2 separate regions of the Capra hircus genome follow, and region 2 is linked to region 1. The links are chromatin contacts, called in public Hi-C maps. All regions are on one chromosome and are shown on one strand. The core of a region is the stretch at or near the end of the contact, and the rest is flanking DNA. Distances in the headings are between cores, read along the strand shown.

What was found. Hi-C and Micro-C count contacts between places; a contact is called where the count stands out from the background.
Region 2: a contact with region 1 is called in a Hi-C map of blood, with 2.1 times the contacts expected there. The contact joins two enhancer-like sites. A contact is called at or near these places in 2 of 5 Hi-C or Micro-C datasets (both in blood).

The regions. Positions count from the first base shown.
Region 1 is chr22:50,484,118-50,489,718 of ARS1.2, reverse strand. TRAIP (E3 ubiquitin-protein ligase TRAIP) reads right to left here. Exons shown (of 15, transcript XM_005695941.3): 6 at 5,195-5,289; 7 at 4,667-4,780; 8 at 3,835-3,922; 9 at 2,994-3,083; 10 at 2,427-2,515. Among named protein-coding and RNA genes, the nearest start is that of UBA7, 8.5 kb to the left of the region's middle. Within about 2 kb of position 2,053, at least 2 of the 5 cell types and tissues checked have an H3K27ac peak or open chromatin away from gene starts, as enhancers often do.
Region 2 is chr22:50,569,922-50,575,547 of ARS1.2, reverse strand. It overlaps RNF123 (E3 ubiquitin-protein ligase RNF123), which reads left to right. Exons shown (of 39, transcript XM_018066654.1): 17 at 14-107; 18 at 312-373; 19 at 561-632; 20 at 818-938; 21 at 1,442-1,543; 22 at 2,752-2,858; 23 at 3,226-3,424; 24 at 3,777-3,922; 25 at 4,214-4,297; 26 at 5,043-5,150. Among named protein-coding and RNA genes, the nearest start is that of AMIGO3, 13 kb to the right of the region's middle. Within about 2 kb of position 1,612, at least 3 of the 5 cell types and tissues checked have an H3K27ac peak or open chromatin away from gene starts, as enhancers often do.

The DNA of each region.
Region 1 (5,601 bases), core at 804-3,303:
CATTAGAGATGGATCAGCTCCAGGGGCCTGGAGCTCACACCTGGTTTAGAGCTATCCTTCAAGGAAACCCTAATCTCTCCAGAAAAAAGAGATTAGTCCTTGGCTTGGTCCTTCACACAGTAGAAGTCTGGAGACATGCAAGGAAGAAAGCAGAAACCCACAGAAAATCCAAATACACAGATGAAAAACGTTTTGTTCAAGAAGCCTCATTTCTCAGAGTGCATGCAAGGATCCTGTCAGAGAGGTGACCACAGGCTGAAGGAGATGGATGTTCCTTCCAGTGCTACTTATCATGGCCAGTGGACATATTAGAGACTGTCCAAACAACTCCCCTAGGGGGCTGGCACTTTCAGAGCTTGAATATGAGACATACATTCAAGTAGTGTTCCTAGAGACTTCCCTGGTGGTCCAGGGGTTGGGAATCCGCCGTGCAATGCAGGGAATGAGGGTTTGATGCCTGGTCAGGGAAGATCTCACATGCCACAGCTGGGTGTGTACATCCTGGGGGGACCAGGGTGTACACAAGCCTCCAGAGCACCTCTGAGGCCCCTGGCACACAATGGCATCTGAATATGAAGCAGTACCTGTGCAGAAGACAGTAAGCTCATTTCTGCTGAGGAGACTAGGGAAGGGAGTGCAGAGGACAGTGGACCCTTCAGTGTGGAGAAGAGCTGGGGGACACAGAGCAGGAGGACACAGAGCAGAGGGACACAGAACAGGGGCCACGGAGCAGGGGGCCACGGAGCAGGGGACTCGGAGCAGGACACGGAGCAGGGGACTCGGAGCAGGACACGGAGCAGGGGGACACGGAGCAGGGGGACACGGAGGCAGGGGACCGGAGCAGGAACGGAGCAGGGGGACACGGAGCAGGGGACTCGGAGCAGGACACAGAGCAGGGAGACACAGAGCAGGGAGACACGGAGCAGGGGGACACGGAGTAGGGGGACACAGGGAACACGGAGCAGGGGGACCCGGAGCAGGGGACACGGAGCAGGAGGACACAGGGAACACGGAGCAGGGGGACACAGAGCAGGGGGACACGGAGCAGAGGACACGGAGCGGGGGGACACAGGGGGACACGGAGCAGGGGGACACGGAGCAGGGGGACACGGAGCAGGGGGACATGGAGCAGGAAGACACGGAGCAGAGGACACAGGGAACACGGAGCAGGGGGACATGGAGCAGGGGGACACGGAGCAGAGGACACGGAGCAGGGGGACACAGGGGACACGGAGCAGGGGGACACGGAGCAGGGGGACACGGAGCAGGGGGACACGGAGCAGGGGGACACGGAGCAGGGAGACACAGGGGACACGGAGCAGGGGGACACGGAGCAGGGGGACACGGAGCAGGGGGACACGGAGCAGGGAGACACGGAGCAGGGAGACACGGAGCAGGGGGACACGGAGCAGGGAGACACAGAGCAGGAGGACACAGGGAACACGGAGCAGGGGGACACGGAGCAGGGGGCCACGGAGCAGGGGGCCACGGAGCAGGGGACTCGGAGCAGGACACGGAGCAGGGGGACACGGAGCAGGGGGACACGGAGCAGTGAGGACACGGAGCAGTGAAGACACGGAGCAGTGAGGACACAGAGCAGTAAGGCAAGGGGTGTCCTGCTGCGAGGGGCAGTGCAATTGGCCCGAAGCCTGAAGGTCCACCCCGCCCACAAGGCCAGCTCCATGAGGGCTGAGTGCAGAGGGTCCTGGGAGGTGTTTGGCAAGGGACTGGTAGGATGCCCAGGGGTTGCTATGCTTGGCAGATGGGAGGAGTAGAGGATGGTCCCAAGCCTCACACAGAGGTGGTAAAAAGGGAAAGGGTCAGGGAAGCAGCTCCTAAGTTAGATGGGCAGGCTCCAAGCAAACGAGTGGATGCGTGGAAAAGGGACCATAGTGATTTTCCAGCATTGAAAAGTGACTCGAATAAAAGTGGCTGGGTCGCTGGGTTGTGTTTTCTGTTCGGACCACCAGCAGGCCAGCCAGGCCTGAGGACCCTCTCAGCCTGTCGGCTTCCGGGCGGCCACAAAGGCAGGGACAGCCATCCCTCGGCCTCTTGGCTCCCTCTGCTGGCAGCTCTAGTGTGCCGGTGCTGGGACCAGAGGAGAGCTCTTTTGGTGGGTGGCTTCATGTTTGCTTCAGAACCTGGGGCAGGCAGATGTATCAGGTGGGCTGCTTCATACACAGGATGCTCCTCCCCTTTCCCTGACCATCCCCAGGGCCTTTCTGGCCTCTCTTTGTCAAAGCCCAGGGCCTGCCTCAAAGCTGCGTTCCAGCTCAGTCTTGGCTGTCACTCAGGCCAGGAGGTCCACAACCTTCAGGCCGACCTGGGCCACCTACCCCCCAACAAAGCCAGAAAGGGTGAAGACACCCTTACCAGGGAGCTCCTCCAGCTTGGAGTCCCTGTTCCACCCCAGAAGGTCAACGAACCTCTCTAAAACAAGGCGGTTGATAGTTTCACTGTCTCCTGGTGGCAGCTTCAGGGTTTCCTGCAGTATCGTCAGCTTTTTTTTCAGGCTCTTCAGGAAGGAAAGAGAAGCGTGTGAAAGAAAGACTGAGGCACCAAGTCCAGGGTGGCCACCATGGGCAGTACGCATGAAAGGCAAGCCCACTGGGACCAGAACAAGGCCTGAAACTCAAATATCAGGCTCAAGAGGCCAGGACCACCTGACCTCAGAACCCCTCTGGCGGTGACCTCCTCCGGTGACCTCCTCCTCCTCCTCCGGGGAACCCCCCTCCTCTGGTGACCTCAAGGATGCAGGTACAGGACAGACTGTCAGCAAGATCCCTGTGCTCTCTGTCCTCTGCTGAGGAGCCCAGGCTTCAGACCAAAGGCCAAGATTCCTGTCCTGACCCACCCTGAACCAGGAGGATACAGGGAGCCCAGAGCTGCGACCACTGACTGCTACAGGGTTTGTAGGCAGAACTCACCCAGCCCACATCTTGGAGGGCACATAAACCACCCTTCCTTCCCACCTGCTCGCCGATGTTCCTCACCGCGATTTCCTTGTCAGCACTCTGTAAGTCCTTCTGAGACGACCTCAGCTCCAACTTGGCCTGGTCCAGTTCAGAGCAGACTGTCTGCAACTGCAAAAAAGTGTAAGGAGCGAAGGATGAACACAGGGCTGGCTGTGTGCCCCGCCCCCACCTGCTGCTACACTAGCTCGTGGGAGCCCAGACCCAGGAGGAGCGGGGGACACAGGGAAGACCTGAGCTCCATGGGGCTGGACCTTTGTCTTAGTCTGGCAGTGTTCATCTGGAACAGTCCAGGGCTCCTCCCTACATCTATGCCCTGACATGCACCATGCCCAGAAATAAAAGCAGCTGTGTTGACTGATTCAGGTTTCAAGAGGCCTTCTACAGGGAGTCAGTCCCCTGGTGGTCTAGTGGTAAGAATTCTGGGTTTTCACTCCACAGCCCAGGTTCAATCCCTGGTCAGGGAACAGAAGAACAAGGGGAATAAACCAAATGGCAAAACACAGCACACACACAATAAATAAATAAAATAAACAAACCACAAAGTAAAGAACAAGAGGCCTCCTACTCTAGGCCTGGAACAAAAAACAGGCCCCTGAAGCCATCACATTTGTGCCCCAGCCAGCTGAGAGGTACCCAGAGAGCAGAGGGGAACAAAAGTGTGCAGGTGTTGGGGTGACAGTTGCGTGACCTGCCACCCTAAGCAGACAAGCCAAGCAAGCCAGAGTCAGTGCCTAGTGAGGACCAGAAGCCAGTCTCTGTGAGTCATCCCACAGCCCCAGGGCCTGGCCTAGGAGCCGCTCACACACATGACAAAAGGACAGCCACCTCTCCCCTCACCCTCGGCTCCCCATTCAGTTACCTTGCTTCTGGAAGAAAACAAGTCCTTCTTCAGTTTGTCAGCTAGCTCCCCTGAGGCCTTCCGGGCCTCTTTTAGATTCTCGTACTCTCTATGCAGGGACCATGGAGAAGAGATGTCAGCCCGGGACACACCCCTGGTCAGACTGAGTCACAGCACCAAGCAAACACAAAGCCCAGCCGAAGCCCCCAGCTCTTCTCCTTCCAACTCTGACACCGGAGCCCAGCAGGGACCGGCTGGCACTGCAGGGGGTCAAGCACCCCAGATGCTAAAGAGCTAGTGAATCGCTGTTTCCTGCCTGCTTGCAGGCACTGGAGATTTGAGAGGGTGTGCAGGAAACCCTGGCCCCACTAGGAGGCCCCCTACACCAATTGGCTGCACACCAGGCATCGGGGATCCTTCATACCTGTCAGCCAAGTGGCCCCTTTTCTCCAACCCCACACCCATGGGAATGAACACCTGAGCTGTTTCTGATGCAAGCCAGGTGGGGTCAGTAACCGCGTGCTAATGGGGAACAGGCTCCAGATATCAAACTGGAGCATGGCAAGCTGTGCCAACCTCCTTAGAAATAACACTTATAATTCACATGCAATTCTCTCAATAATTCTGTGAGGCAGGTTATTATTATCTGTTCAGGAAGCTAAGGATCAGAGACGTTAAGAAACTGGCTCCTGGCCACACAGTAAGAGGTGGGATGTGGTTCAAACGAAGGCAGCAGGGCTCCAGAGCCTGCTCCTCACTCTGCCTGCTCTGCTTCATAAGAGACGGGCAACACGCAGAGGGGCATGGCTTGGGGGCCATGACTCAGCTTGGATACCGGGGCCAGAGTACCCACTTCTTGAGGGACACACAGAACACAGCCAACTGCTCCACCGCGGACTGTCCCACACCCATGTCTCGGATCATCTCCTCCACCTCGGGCCGCTGGCTCTGGAGTAGGAGCTCGATTCTGAAAAACACCCGGCCCACGGCATTTAAAATCTGGAGGCTGATGGGTAGGTACCCAGTGCAGCTCTGCCTCCCTTTGCTGCCGTTGCTATGGAGACAGCCTGAGCTGCTAGGATGCTTTAGCAGGAGGCTCTGCCCAAAGAAAGGCCCCAGCGCAGAGCTTAGCACAGCTGCAGGGATGGTGCTGAGGGAGAAGGGGTGCTGACAGAGGGTCTCAGGTCAGGGATGCCCACGGAGAGGTTCTTAGAACAAAAGCCCTGCCAGGTTTCCCATGGAAAGTGGAGGAGCCTGCACAGGCTGAGTAAGGCCTGAGCCCCCCGTGGCCTACGGAGAGCTGAGCCATCCCCTGCTGCAGCCCCGAGAGTCGTGCCCCGGGGGTGCAAGGGCACCGGGTAGGCCCCAGCTCTAAGCTCACCGCTCCATGTTCTTCATCTTGCTCCGGAGTCGGCGGGCCTCTTCCCGTGCTTGCTTGGCCTCATCCTGCTGCTGCTCCAAGTACTTCATCTGCTTCTGAAGAGCAAACGCACCCCAACATGTCTGTTGCTTGGCGGATCCCAGGGGCCAAGGTTAAAGTCGCCGGGAGAACTCCACCCTAGAACCGTCTGCTTTTGAAAATACTGATAAGCATGTGTGCAAGCCCCAGGAGGTAAGGCTCCTGGGCCCCACTCTGACGTGTGCTTTTGCTGCTACAAGGCCTTGGACCAGCTGCTTCCTCACCCCCCGGCTTGCTTCCTCCTGAGATACGTCTTACCGTCAGCATAGCCCACTCTCAGCATCTAAAGGCCTGCTGGGGGCTGCCAGAGTCCAGCGACTGTGTAGAAA
Region 2 (5,626 bases), core at 363-2,862, 86 kb before region 1:
TGCCCCTGCCCAGGGCAAAGAGGAGGTGAGGGAAGAGACCTCTGAGGAGAGGCTCCGGCGGCGTGCCTACGAACGGGGCTGCCAGAGGCTCAAGAAGCGCATTGAAGGTTGGCCCCCAGCCTCGGGCACTGGGTGGGGGTGGAGGATTTGTGTGCAGGTGTACTTGGGGCACTTGGTGGAAAGCATGCTTAGGTGGGACACAGGGATCCCTGGTGGTGGAGCCCTGATCCAAAGCTGCTCCCCCCGTCCGTCTCTGGGAGCCTGGGGCCTGGCCCGGCCTGAGGGTGTCCTGCTCCCCACCCCATCTCCAGTGGTGGAAGAACTACAGGTCCAGATCCTGAAGCTGCTGCTGAACAATAAAGATGACAATGGGGTGAGTGACTCCCAAGCCTGCCTGCATCCCTGGTGGGGAGGGGGCCAGACGGGACCCAGAGACCCAGAGGGCAGGGCTGGCACGGGCCCTGTGGCAGGGTGCAGGGCGCAGGCTGGGATGCTCCGCTGGGTTCAGCATGGGCCAGCGTCCTCAGCTCCTCACAGCCTCAGCTTTCCTTCCCCCAAAGGGTGAAGCTTCCAGGTACATCTTCCTGACCAAGTTCCGAAAGTTTCTGCAGGAGAATGCCAGCGGCCGGGGGGTAGGTGTCCCCACCACGGCCCCCCGGCTGTGTCGCGGGGTTTGCACCTGGCTTCGGGCACTGTCTGCTCGTCTCCTGCTGCCCTGCCCTCCCCACTGAGTCCCGGGTCCCAGGGCAGGGCCTTGGATGAGGAGCAGGCTGGCCTCTGGGCCACACAGACGCGTGTCTCACACCCGTGTCTACAGAACACTCCCATGCTCTGCCCCCCCGAGTACATGGTCTGCTTCCTACACCGCTTAATCTCGGCCCTGCGCTTCTACTGGGACGAGTACAAGGCTTCAAACCCACGCACCTCCTTCAGTGAGGGTGAGTGTGGCCTGGGCCCCACGTGGCAGACGCTGGGCAGAGCTGGGCACCGGGCAGCCCCTGGGCATTGGCTGAGGCCAGGGCTGGGGGTGCTGTCCCAGGCCTCCTGCCTGATGGAGCCCTGCTCCCTGGGGCATAGTGTTTGCTCTGATGGTCCCCAGCTTTCTGTCCTCCACAGGCCCCTTTCCTCGGTCCTTGCCCGCCCATCCTTTCATCAGGGATGCCTTGGATGGGCTCTGAGGTGCTGGGGCCTCTGCGTTTGTGTGGAACAGCCCTAAGGCTCAGTGGGAGCAGCCTAGATTGGGGGATCTCCCACAGGGCTGGGTCAGGGCCCTCTGATTTTCCCCTGGGTGACGCACAACCATGCCCCCTTCATCCCAAGCTGTGCCGTTCCTGGAACTGGCCTGAAACGGCAGAGGCAGGAGTGGTAGGGGAAGGCTAGTCAGGTCGGTGGCCTAGGCCAGGGGTCCTGCTGGGCTCTGACTGCTGGTGTGACCTCGCAGAGGCCTACGTCCCACCCCAGATCTTCTATAACGGCAAGGTGGACTACTTCGACCTGCAGCGCCTCGGAGGCCTCCTCTCGCATCTTCGGAAGACGCTCAAAGGTGCGCGTGGGCCCGTGGGTGGGGAGCAGGGCAGCTCCTGAGCCAGCCCAGCCTTGACTGCTGAGCTGCGCTATGTCCACCAGAGGGCGCCCGAGCTTCCCACCTGCTCAGCGGGGAAGATGTGGCTTTCCCTCCTCTGCCTCGGGCTGTCGTCCAGCTATTCCTGCCCCTGCACCCACCCCAGAGGAGGTCTGGGAGCTCTGTCGTGAAATCCGGGGCTGATGGATCGGGGCAACCTTGGGGTCTTGGTGAGGGGTGGCATGGGGTGAGGTGGCGCGTGTTTGCTGCTTGAGCGGCTTTCGAGGATGAGCACAAGCGGCTCCGGTGCAGAGGGCTGAGGGCACGGTGTGAGCGGTGGCAGAGGTGCCAGCGGTGGCCTAGCACGGCCTGGAGAGCTGTGCCGGAGAGGAAAATGAGAGGCGGGAAGCGGTGGGAGACGAGGCCCGGGAGGCTGCAGGGCGGAGTCTGAGGGCCTGTGGGCTACAGAGTTGCTGGAGGCTCCTTCGGGGACAGGGGTAGCTTTGGAAGGTCCTGAAGCAGAGGAGCAAGGTTGGGGTTGGGAGTCTGCATTGTAAGAAGCTCCCTCTGGACGCTGGGATGTGGAGGGTGGAGTGCAAGGGCCCAGAAAGGAGACAAGGGAGCAAAGTCATCCAGGCAGCAGAGGAGATGGGAGGACGTGGGGGGGAGAGGAGGGGTCAAGGATGACCCCAGGCTTCCTGCCAGAGGCTGTGGGGTTGAGGCCCCCTCAGGAACAGGAGCTGCAGGAGAGGGTAGTGCGGTGTGTTTGAGGGCTCAGCGATGCAGCCGGGACGAAGGCCTGGGCTGGAGGCGGAGCTGTTATGTCTGGCTGTCAGAATAGAGGTGGAGACAGGTCTGCAGTGAGGCAGGGACAGCTCTGGATCAGCTTCAGTTTACGGAGCAGGACAAGGAGGAAAGTCAGAGGCGTAGGGGGGCCCTGGACAGAGTGAGGTCATTGAGATAAAGACAGAGGGAGTGACGGGAGAGCCTCCTGCCTCATGCAGCAGGACTTGCCCCACGAGACCCAGGGCCTTGGGGTGCAGAGTGAAGGCTGGGTTGGAGCAGGTGGACGGCAGGGTGCAGGCACCATGGTCAATGTGATTCCAGCACCTTCTTGCTGCCCTGAGCAGCTCCACCTGTGACCCCTCTCCCCTCCACTAGCCTGAGAGCCTTCCTTTCCTTCCTCCTAGATGACCTTGCCTCCAAGGCCAACATCCTAATCGACCCGCTGGAGCTCCAGGCGACCACCATGGATGACCTGGATGAGGATGAGGAGCCAGCCCCGGCTGCGGCCCAGGTGCCGCGGTAGGGGCAGGCGGGGGCTTTGTGTTGGGCTGTCCCTTTAGCATCAGGGCTGGAATGTCACACAGGCCATCTCCCCATCCGTGCCAGCAAGGAGCTTGTCACCCGGCAGGGTCCCGTGCTGTAGGGGAGGCATGGAGGGCCGGTGTGTGGGAGGGCTGCCAGTTGCTGAGGTGATACGAGACCCCGGGCCTTGAGAGGCACAGTGAATGCTGGGCGGGGGCAGTTGGAGGACGAGGTGCAGCCGTGCGGTAAACAGGGCCCCGTGGGGCCTATCCCCCAGCCCACGAGTCAAGGGAGCCCCGAGCGGGCCCAGGCCCTGGGATCGTTGAGTGGAGTCTGGCCTCCTCTCTCCACCGCAGCGCCCCATGCAGGCCTTGGCCGTGGGGGGCGCACTGCCCCTGCCTCGGCCCGGCTGGCTCAGTTCTCCAACCCTGGGCCGAGCCAACCGCTTCCTCAGCACCGCAGCTGTGAGCCTGATGACCCCACGGCGGCCCCTGAGCGCCTCGGAGAAAGTGAAGGTCCGCACGCTGAGTGCAGAGCAGAGGACCCGCGAGGACAGTAGGTGCCAGGCAGGGCCAGGCGGGGCCCCCCTGACAGAACCTTCTGTCCTGTGAGACTCTCGCACGCAAAGCCAAGTGCACCCGTTCCCTCCTGGTCCTGTGGCCTGGCAGCATCTCAAGGGTATGGGAAGTGCACTCTGAGGGCGGGAGATCGATGCTACAGAAATAGGTCCTGGAGGCAGGACCTTCCCCACCCCCACCCGGCTCCCACATTCTCCCTGCAGGTCCCTCCTGGGGCCTGAGCCCGGGCCGCGGGCGAGGGCTCCCTTCTGCTGCGAGGCCCCTCCTGGCTCCATAGGCTTAGACAAGAACTGGAATGGCCCTGACCCTGTCCTTCCCCTGTTCCCTAGTCGAGGGTAGCCAGTGGAATGAGGGCCTGCTGGTGGGGCGGCCCCCTGAGGAACCTGAGCAGCCCCTCACCGAGAATTCCCTGCTGGAAGTCCTAGATGGCGCCGTCATGATGTATAACCTCAGTGTGCACCAGCAGCTGGGCAAGGTCTCGCATGCGTGTGTCACGTGTTGTGTTTCTGTGTGCGTCTGTGTGTGCCCATGAGCCCACTTTCTGCAGGGGTGCCTGGGCACAGCTGTGCATGTGAGCATACGTCACAGCAAGACTAGTGTTTCTGCCAGTGCCCTTTGGGCCTGACCCAGTTGATTTCTGTGGGAGGGGGCTGTCCTCCTAAGGTGACGCATTTGGTGGGGCTGGGGTCCGGGCTGTGTGGAGAACCCTGTGCAAGGTGCCCAAGGGTCCCCCTGGACGTGTGGTGTCTGCTGTCCGGTGCTCTAGATGGTGGGAGTGTCCGATGATGTCAACGAGTATGCGATGGCCCTGCGGGACACAGAGGACAAGCTCCGCCGGTGCCCCAAGCGGGTAAGGTGGGCGGGCGGGTGGAACTTGGGGAGAGTGGGCTGTGGCAGAGGGCGGCTCGCTCGCTGGGGGTCCCCAGGGAAGCCCACGAAGGAAACCTGCTCCCTGCCCCTGAGGGCTGCCCAGCAGCTCCCCTGTCCCCACCCCCCGCCCGGGCCGGCCCACGGCAGTGAGAGTGGGGCCGGCAGCAGGCCCAGGTCCGGCCTGAGCCCTGTTAGCAAGCCGTGGCCTGTGCCAAGGTGCCCGCAGCCGGCCACTAAGTGCTGACGCACACCCGCTCTCCTCATCAATTATGGATTCGCCCCGAGTGCTTGCTCGGCCACGTGCAGAGTCAGCAGCAAGCAGGGCCTGCCACCCCGCCTCCCCTGGAGTCCCTGTGCCGCAGCTCTCCAAGCTGGGGACCAGAGCCATTCCCTGTCCAGGCAGCCCCCGGCCCGCACCTGCCTGCCCACAGAGCCCAGGCCTGTTCAGGGCAAAAGCAGCTGCCAGAGCTGCAGTTCTAGCCTGGCATTCCTGGGGGGTCCCCACCACAGGCTCAGCTCAGCCCCACGTCCATGCTCTAAGGGGCCCCGAGGCCCTGGCTTGCCCAGGCCCACCAGCAGGTCAGACTGAGGAGGGTTTTGAAGAGTGGAGCCTGGTCCACCCCGCCCTGTGCCTGCCCCGGGCACAGTGGGCCCTGCCAAGCTGTGTGGGTCTAGGTACGGGGCCCTGTGCTGACTGCCCTCTGCTCCTCCTCCTCTGGTGGCAGAGGAAGGACATCCTGGCGGAGCTGAGCAAGAGCCAGAAGGTCTTCTCAGAAAAGCTGGACCACCTCAGCCGCCGCCTGGCCTGGGTCCACGCCGCCGTTTACTCCCAGGTGAGCAGGGTGGCCTCGGCCCGCGGCTGCTCCCTCCGCCAGCTCACGGACTGGCCACTGACTGGGCCCGGGGGCGCCGCCCCTTGGTGCCCCCTGCCCTCCTGGGCCTCGGGCACACACCTGACCCTCCCAGCTCCTCAGGCTCCCTCCCACCCTGTGTCATAACCCGATCTTTTCATGCCCATGAACTCAAGCAGATGCCGTCCATGGGCCACAGTTCCCCGTTCCAGCTCTCATGGTCCCTCTTAGAGGACCAGTCTGTCCCGCCTGCCCCCGGGCCTGCTGCCTGTCCTCCTCTTCTCCCAGCACGTCCAGGGCTCTTGGCCTCCCCAGCCTGAGTCTGCTTCTCAGACTCCCTCCATTCCCTGCTGTTAAGGACACTGGGTTGTTCCCTCCTCACTCACTCATTCCCTCATTCACTGAATAATGTGCCCAGATCCTGGAGAATGCCACATGCCTTCGTGACCTGGTAGCTC